Regions from separate parts of the Sus scrofa genome. Here all the other regions are linked to region 3. Evidence: chromatin contacts called from public promoter capture Hi-C data. All regions are on one chromosome and are shown on one strand. The core of a region is the stretch at or near the end of the contact, and the rest is flanking DNA. Distances in the headings are between cores, read along the strand shown. Region 1 holds the start of MOB3B (MOB kinase activator 3B). Region 2 holds the start of C10H9orf72 (protein C9orf72 homolog). Region 3 holds the start of MFSD14B (major facilitator superfamily domain containing 14B).

Region 1 (2,700 bases), core at 164-2,663, 450 kb after region 3:
GAGCTGTGTGCCTACCAGACGTGTCTCAATCCTGTCCCACCGCCTGGCAGCTGCCCAGCCACACGCCTTTAGGTGGAGATTGGAATCCACTGGAACCCACCAAAGGTCTCCCCGGATTGGGGTAGAACGCAGCGGCACCCCTCCCGACCTGCGCTCTTAGAGCGCGGTGCGCTCGGGATAAGATCTGAGAAATGCGCCCCGGGCCACAAGCAGCCGAGGAGGCGGAGAAGGAACAACTTTCCCTCCGCCCTTTAACCACAAGGCCCGGGTGGGGCGGCCCCGCTGGGGTCGGGCTCCTCTCCTTCCCCAGGCGGTTCCTGGGCTCTAGCTGGGCGGGTGGCGGGCGTGGGGAGCTGGGGAGGAGAACGAGAGGGGCTTCCTTCTCTCCCTAGCCCGGCCAGATGTTTGAAAGGCAAACAATAGGGGAAACGAGGAGAAACAAAAGGCCATTCGCCACGATCTCAATCGGCTCTGTCGCGTGGTCCCTGCGGGGAAAACGTCCGGGAGGGGTCGGGAAGGTGGGTGAAGGGGGATCTTGAGGAGTTTGGGGTCTCTGGTCACTCGCCTGGCGCCGGGGGTCGGCCCTTTACCCTTCGAGAAGGGTCCAAAGGCAGGAGGAGCGATCAAAGTAAAGTTGAAGGGTTTTCGGTGCAGGGAAAAGGAGGGGCTTGGATTCCAGATGTTTGACAGTTGTTGGCCCAGGGATTCAGCAGGATTTGTACGTCCTTTACACACCCTGTGCCTCTGCGAAGCGTCCACAGTCCCCGAACTGGCCGAGTTCCCCTTCTCAGCCCCAAGCCGAGCCTCCTCCTTCAGTATCAAGACGCCCTAAACATTGCCCCCCTGCCCAGGCGCACTTTTGTAAAACTTTGTCTTCCCGCCTCCCACAGCACAGCACGCACCCTGCAGTCATCTGCGATGCGGGATGGGTTGGCGGACACACTCGAACCCCGAAGGAAGATGGACTTTATTGATAGACCTTTTAAAATCAAGGCCCAGGAGCCCAGGGTGGAGACTGGACTCTAGTTCCTACCCGGGAAGAGAGCGGGAGGAGCCGGCCAGAAGTCAGGACGCGGGTAGGGGTCTGACGCGGATTCCAGCCCCGGAAGCCCGCGGAGGGCGGGCGGGGAAACGGGGTCTGCTGCCTCCCGCCCTCCTGTTGCACCCGCCCCCAGGTGCGCCCCATACCTCCACCCTCCAGGGCGCGACCGGGCGCGAGAGGCTACCGGCTGCGCCACCTCCCCTCGCTGGGAGCGGGTTCTCACTCACCGTGGGGTTTTACCTTCAGCCCCGAGGCCCTGTCGGCTCCTCGCGCCGAGCCAGCTGCAGGCGGAGCAAGAGGAAGAGGGTGAGCTCCAGGCAGGAGTGGCGACGCTCGCGGATCTGGCTGGGGACTCTGGAGCCAAGGCGCCCGTTCTCAGTAAGCGCGCGGGCGTGCGAGCGCGGGGCTCCAGCTGCAGCCGCGGCGGCTCCAAAGCAGCCCCCACGGGCACCCGGCGCGCGGTTATCGTGCGGAGATGCGAATGGGGACCCCTGGCGGCCGCCCGCGGAATGGCAGCTCCGTCGGGAAAGGACTACAGGTCTCCTTTGGTTATCTTACCTCTGAAAAGAGGTGAGGAATGGACAGTCTGAGCTGGGCTCCCAGCCTTGCGGAAAAGACAGTGACCCTTTGACTGAGAAGAGGAAGAAGATATCAGATCAGAAAGGGTGCTCTCTGGGTCCACAATGGCCACACCCAAGGTACCTAGAGGGGGAAATCGCTTACCTTCTTCAAGATTTTCTAACTTGATGAAAAATGCTAGAGGAGAGCCTTAATCATCGGAAAATACCTTCAGATTCTAGCGAATTTTCTAGAACAATCTGGGATTAATGGAATGAGCGTGGACTTTGAAGCCCAGCCCACAGCCTTCTACTTTCTATTTGAGTGATCTTGGGTCTATGACCTCTAAACCTTAGTATGCTCTGTAAATTGGGGAGAGCAGTATCTACGTTGCAGGGGCTGTAAAGTGTCAACTAAACATAGGAAATTTTATTTATTTATTTATTTATTTATTTATTTACAGGGCCACACTTGCCTATATGGAGGTTCCCAGGCTAGGGGTTGAATCAGAGCCACAGCCACAGCAACACGGATCTGAGCTGCATCTGCAACCTATCTACACTTCAGCGTGCAACAGTGTCGGATCCTTAACCCACTAAGCAAGGCCAGGAATCAAACCCACATCCTCATGGCCACTAGTCAGCTTCTTAACCTGCTGAGCCACAGTGGGAACTCCCATAGAAAGTATTTTTAATGCATAGTAAGAGTCATTAAATATAAGCTTCCTGAGGAAAAGAACGTCTTGCACACCTTTTTAGTTCCCATATGATAGTGTCTTAATGCATTTTGATTGAGAAATACCATATTATGAAAGTTTAAAAGTACTGTATGTAGTACTATAGCACTATATATAAAAGTACTATATTTTACAATTTTTTTTTTTTTTTTTGTCTTTTCTAGGGCCTCTCCTGTGGTATATGGAGGTTACCAGGCTAGTGGTTGAATCGGAGCTGTAGCCGCCGGCTTACATCACAGCCGCAGCAATGCTGGATCCGAGCTGCATCTGTGACCTATACCACAGCTCACAGCAACGCCAGATCCCTAACCCACTGAGCGAGGCCAGGGATCGAACTCTCAACCTCATGGTTCCTAGTCGGATT
Region 2 (2,700 bases), core at 107-2,606, 500 kb after region 3:
CTGGCAACAGTATTTGTGTCACATAACATCATCACATATTAAGCATTCTGACTTCATACTATTAATTCCCCATGTATACATTTTAGCTTCTGTGAGGTTCCCATTACCTCACCTTAAAAGTCTTCTAAAGTCTGAGATTGCTATCTAATAGTATTTTTCCAGTCTCTTTGTATAAATTAAAAGTGCCAGACCACATTGTTTCCCCTTGCTTTGCATCATAAGAGCGCTGAGAACAGTTTGAAGGGGAATTTATCCACTGGCCACAACCGGATTGTTTTTACTAGATCCTAACGATCTCTATTGTTTGTGAAAAAGCCATCTCTCTTGGGCAAGTGCATTACTCCCCTGACTCCTGAATACAGAAGCCTGGTGGAATTCACAGGAGCCAGATCGTGTGTAGACACAGCAGATGTGTAATCAGTGCACTTCTTTCTGCAACCGATACCATCAGTCAAGTGATGTCCAAGTCATAATGGTCACTTCCTTTAAGTCTGTGCAACCTCAGAGAAGTGAAGTAAGAACGGGAACAAAACCCAGTCTAAAACTGCTGTCCAGATTTATAAGACATCAACAATCCTCAGAAAGGTCAAATTCTGTAGTATTACCCCACCTCACCTCACCCCAATTAACCCTCCCTCGGACCCTAACTTGGTTCGTAACAGCCAGGCGCCCCCAGCCCTCTGGCCTTCCCGGGGACAGGCCTCTCGGTGCCCGAGGCTCCATTCCCTCGAGCCGGCGGCACAGGGGATTCCGAAGCATCCCTCCGGTTCTCACGCCGGGTCCCCGGGGAAAGAGCCGGATCCGGGACTACCGGCGGGAAAGCGGGAAAGGGGCTCAAAACCCAGCCAGCCCTGCCTCTGCGCGGCTGCTGCCGGAAAGCCCCGGGCCCAGATGGAAGTAACTCCACTAGTCGCCGGGCTGGAAAAGCCGCGGGCGGCTTTCGATCAAGGAAAAGAAGAGCAAAGAGAGGACTAGACAAGCCGAGCCTTGGGTAGAGCCTTCGCCGCCGCCCCTGCGCGGTCCCAGCGTCCCGACCCAAAACAACCTCCTACACACCAGCTTCTCACTCACCCACTCGCCTTCGCCCGCGCCTCGGCTGCTGCTGCCGACGCCGCAGGCATAGGGACCGCAACCGCAGCCCCGCCCCCGCGGCCCTGGCCACGCCCCCATGCCCGGCCCCCTCGCGCGTCGCGAACCCGAACCTGCTTTACGTCGTGGTCTCTTCCCACCTTGTGCCCTTCTGGTTAAATTGTATCCCGTAGCCCGTCTTTCCTCGTTCACTCCAGCGAATAATGTGAGAGCAAAGGGAGGAGAGAAAGGGCGGGAAAAAACAAAACCACACACCTCCTAAACACACCCCCCTGCTCTCTATAGGCCCCGCCCCCGTGAGGAAGGAACGAGGCAGCAAGGGTGGCTGACGCGTCAAGCGCCATCTTTTCCCCGGGCGGAACAAGTCGCTGTTGCTGCATAATCATTTCCTCGTGGGACACCGTAGGTACGTCTTGGCGTTATCGAATTGCGATTACGTAAACGCACAAGGCCTGCAAGGCGGGGGCGGGGCCGATTTGTTCTTCCTCTTTGCCTAAAGACGCGCTGCGTAGACCTGGCCTAAGGATTTTAACCTGCGGGCTGCAGTGCCACGAGACCGAGACCGCAAAGCAGAGCTGATATTTGTGATTGTTTTTGTTTGTACTTGGCCGGTGGTGGGCGCTCAACAAATATTTGATGAATGGGTGAATTTCTTTTTGCGTATGACACAATTTCAGTACACTAACTTCATCCCAAGTCTTTTTAGGTAATTTCCTTTCCCACAATACATGCTCACCACAATTTTGTCTTTAAATGTAAGCATTTTTTCAGGCGTGATTTTCACATTTTTAAATGTCCTGTTTGCTGGTTGCACAATGTGGATGAGTTGGGCTTTTCTATTCTTTGAGGGTTTTTTTTGGTTGTTGCTTAGTTGGGCTTTTTTAGCCTTTGGAAATTGACTTTATTGTCCTGTGATGTGCTGTAAGATTTTTTAAAAATTCAAGTTAAATCATCGTTTTGGTCTGCAAGTATATATATTCAGCTTATTTGCTGCAGATAAATGACAGTTAATACTTTTCATCTTTAAAAATCTTACAGCACTTATTTATCATTCAGAGGAAGAAATACGCAAAATGACTCCCTTAAACCTATAGGTGCTGCAGAAATAGACCCCTTGCTTATGCTCTATGCTTATATCAACACTAAAAATCTACCATTTACCTAGTCCTACTGTATCTTTGGTATTGTGCTTCCCTGCCTACACACAGAATTATGCTTAATCCTCCTAACATATCTACCATATAGATAATGTTATCCCTGTTTTACAGAGGATGTGGCTGGGATTCAGAGAGCTTATTTACCCAAGGTCACCTAGCTAGCTGATTCAGGCCAGTTTTGTGCAATTCCAGAGCCCACCGAGGCCTGAGGACATCAGGCTGGTATTGAATTGATGATAGCCTTTCTCAGATAACTGCTATGGGGGGAAGTATTCACCCTTCCAGTTTAGAGTAAGATTAGGACTCAGATTAAGTGTCTGAGAGAGGAACACGGTAGCTATGACAGTTTTTCCTGCTTCAAAATTCTGCCCAGATGCAAAATAGTTTCCCTTGTCTCCATCAAGTTTCTGGTTTTATGCCACATATCAACCCTAGAACAACTATGCTTCCGAAG
Region 3 (2,700 bases), core at 7-2,506:
AGTCAATAGTGAAATGACTGGACTCATTCCCTTCACCAATTAAGTCCACTTGGGTCTCTTTAAGAAAGAGGAAGACATCTCAGTGGTTAATGAATCCGACTAGGAACCATGAGGTTTCAGGTTCGATCCCTGGGTTAAGGATCCGGAGCTGCCGTGAGCTGTGGTGTAGGTCACAGACATGGCTCGGATCCCCGTTGCTGTGGCTCTGGTGTAGTCCGGCGGCCACAGCTCCGATTAGACCCCTAGCTGGGAAGGAACCTCCATATGCTGCAGAAGTGGTCCTAGAAATGGCAAAAAGACAAAAAAAAAAAAAAAAAAAAAAAAAAAAAAAAAAAAAAGGAGGAAGACATAAGTTCTTAAGAATTTCAAAGTATTTTACTTCTTTCAAGGAGGCACTGAATGCTTAAACACCTAAGAGGAAAAAACATTCTGACCATTTTTGTACCCCACATTTGCGGAGCAGGTCGTATCTGTTACATTAGCTCTTTAGCCAAGCTGCTTTACTTTTGAAGTATTTGCAGAATAGGTTGCGGTATCCACAAAGTCCTTTTCGGACTTTTTTTTATGGAGCCATGATTAGTGTTAGTTGATTTCGGGTACATCAGCACCTTAGCCAAACAAGATCTGACACTTTTGTTCATATTCACCGCGTTCGTACCATCAAGCAGCTCTGGAGTGGAACAGGGATCTCTGTGTTTCCTAAGACTGTCCGTCCCATGAATCCCACAGTCCAGGTGAAGCTCTTCATCGGCTTCTGTTTAGATTTGGAAGAGGAACAGAACATTCCAAAAAAAAAGTGTCAGGTACAGCGCATATGACACTTCCCTAATTCCGGATTCCAGCCCTGAGGGCTCTGTTTTCTGTCAGAACGTGCCATCTCTAGGCCAAACCAAGATCAGAAATGCAATCTCTACAAGAAGAAATCCCTGCATTCAAAGCTCCCAATTCGCCAGCCCCGGTACCGTCCCAGCGAAAAGAAAATACAATTGCGGGCCCTGGGCAGTGACGCACTTCCGGCGCGCTGCGGAGTCCCGACGCCTAGGCGGCCCGGGAGACCTGGAGGCGGGCCCTGAAGTGGGAGGGGGGCTCCTGGAGGCTTTGGGCGCTGGCTGTGAGCTTGTGGCGGGAGCAGAGATCTCGGGCGGGGCCGCTTCCCCCGGAGCGAACCAGTAGGGAAGCGGGGGCGGGGCCGGGCCGGCGCGGGGCCTCCTGACTTCCCCAGGGCGGTCGCTGACGCGCCTGGCAGCTCCCTGAATCGCTTTCGGTGCGGGAGCTGTGGCGACTGGCCCCTGCAGCTGCCCTCCTCGCTTCTCCTCCTCTGAGGCTCCGACCTCGGCAGCCCTTACGGCCCTTGGCGTCTCCACTGGCGCCACCGTCAGACCCGCGGGCCGCGGTGCCCATGAGAACGCGGGCCCCGCCGCCGCCTTTGCGGCGTCTCCGTAGTCCCGAAGCGCCCCGAGCCGGCGGGGGCATGGACGCGGCATGAACGCGGAGCCGCCACCCGAGCCACAGAAGACGGCGGCGTCGGAGCCCGAGGTGGGAGCCATGCCGGAGAAGCGCGCGGGTGCGCGGTCCCCTGGCGGCAGCACGGTGAGCGCGGGCACGGAGTCGCACCGCATTGCTTAGCCCGAAGCCCAGAGTCAGGGGAGGTGGGGCGGGGTGGCGGCCGGAGTCCTGGGACGCCTCGGGCGGGGCGGGGCGGGGGCCTGGGTACCCTGGAGGTGAGGAGACGCTGACCTGTCTCGGCTCTGGGCAGGAGCTCTGGTTCTTGGAAAGCCTGTCCTTTTCCCGAGTCAGGTAGCCGATTTCAACACTACTAGGCTTTCTTAGCGCTGCTCATCGTTAGACAGAAATTTAGGCGACTTAGTTATTGTTTCAAAAGACACACGACGTGGGATCGTGAATATAAGTAATCTGATTCTTTTAGAATCCTCTCTAGGTGTGACAGTAGATAGTATTTTCATGGTGCACTTCTGGCTTGAGCCTACCTAGAAGATAGGTAGAGAGCCTTTAGAACCGTCCTTGGGCCCTGGACCGGGAAGTTGGGCAGCGCCTTCCTGTTCCTTCATGGTTCCCTAGGCGGTCGCAGAAGCAGTTGGTGAGCAGGATTTCAGAGGAAAGCTGAGGATCCCAGGGCTCGGCTGAGGAGCGTGTTGAGGGAGGCCAATCTCTTTTTTTCTAATTTCACGTGAGATTCAGATGCTTCCGAAGCACTGGTTTAATTGGCCTGGATTCGGCGTAACAGGCTTTGTCAGTGGCGCTTTGGTGTATGCATATGCATAAGTCTGTCGTTTCTTAAAGATTTTTTTTTTTTTTTTTGGCCTGGTAAGGACAGGAAATATAAAAACGTTACAGTGAATAGAAACTAATGTCAGGGAGACTTTTTTATGGAAAAATAGAAATTTTAGGAAAATTATGTGCAATCGGCTTCAAATTTTATGTATTGTTTAGCTTATGTATTTTAATTTGCTTTTAAAAATGCTAAATGATGTTAAAGACCCCCTCCTGCCCAAGGGACTTCTTTTTTTCTTTTTTTTCCGGCTTTGCCAGTGGCCTGTCGACGTTTCCAGGCCAGAAATTGAATCCACAGCAGTGACAATGCTAGATGCTTAACCCTGGGCCAGCAGGGAACTCCCAAGTGACTTCATATTTTTTGGGGAACAAAAAAACATTAGGGGTTCCTTATTTCAAAGATACGAC

The links. Promoter capture Hi-C pulls out the DNA fragments that hold promoters and counts their contacts.
Region 1: a contact with region 3 is called in a promoter capture Hi-C map of fetal liver, with 6 times the contacts expected there. The contact joins the promoter of MOB3B here to the promoter of MFSD14B in region 3. A contact is called at or near these places in 1 of 5 promoter capture datasets (fetal liver), 1 of 47 Hi-C or Micro-C datasets (heart right ventricle) and 1 of 2 datasets of contacts at active chromatin or transcription factors (alveolar macrophages).
Region 2: a contact with region 3 is called in a promoter capture Hi-C map of liver, with 13 times the contacts expected there. The contact joins the promoter of C10H9orf72 here to the promoter of MFSD14B in region 3. A contact is called at or near these places in 2 of 5 promoter capture datasets (fetal liver and liver), 2 of 47 Hi-C or Micro-C datasets (heart right ventricle and liver) and 1 of 2 datasets of contacts at active chromatin or transcription factors (alveolar macrophages).

Annotation. Positions count from the first base shown.
Region 1 is chr10:38,437,139-38,439,838 of Sscrofa11.1, reverse strand. MOB3B (MOB kinase activator 3B) reads right to left here and starts at 1,413. Exons shown (of 4, transcript XM_021064706.1): 1 at 1,270-1,413.
Region 2 is chr10:38,388,022-38,390,721 of Sscrofa11.1, reverse strand. C10H9orf72 (protein C9orf72 homolog) reads right to left here and starts at 1,356. Exons shown (of 11, transcript XM_013980198.2): 1 at 1,203-1,356.
Region 3 is chr10:38,887,959-38,890,658 of Sscrofa11.1, reverse strand. MFSD14B (major facilitator superfamily domain containing 14B) reads left to right here and starts at 1,256. Exons shown (of 12, transcript NM_001243400.1): 1 at 1,256-1,590. The coding sequence starts at 1,483.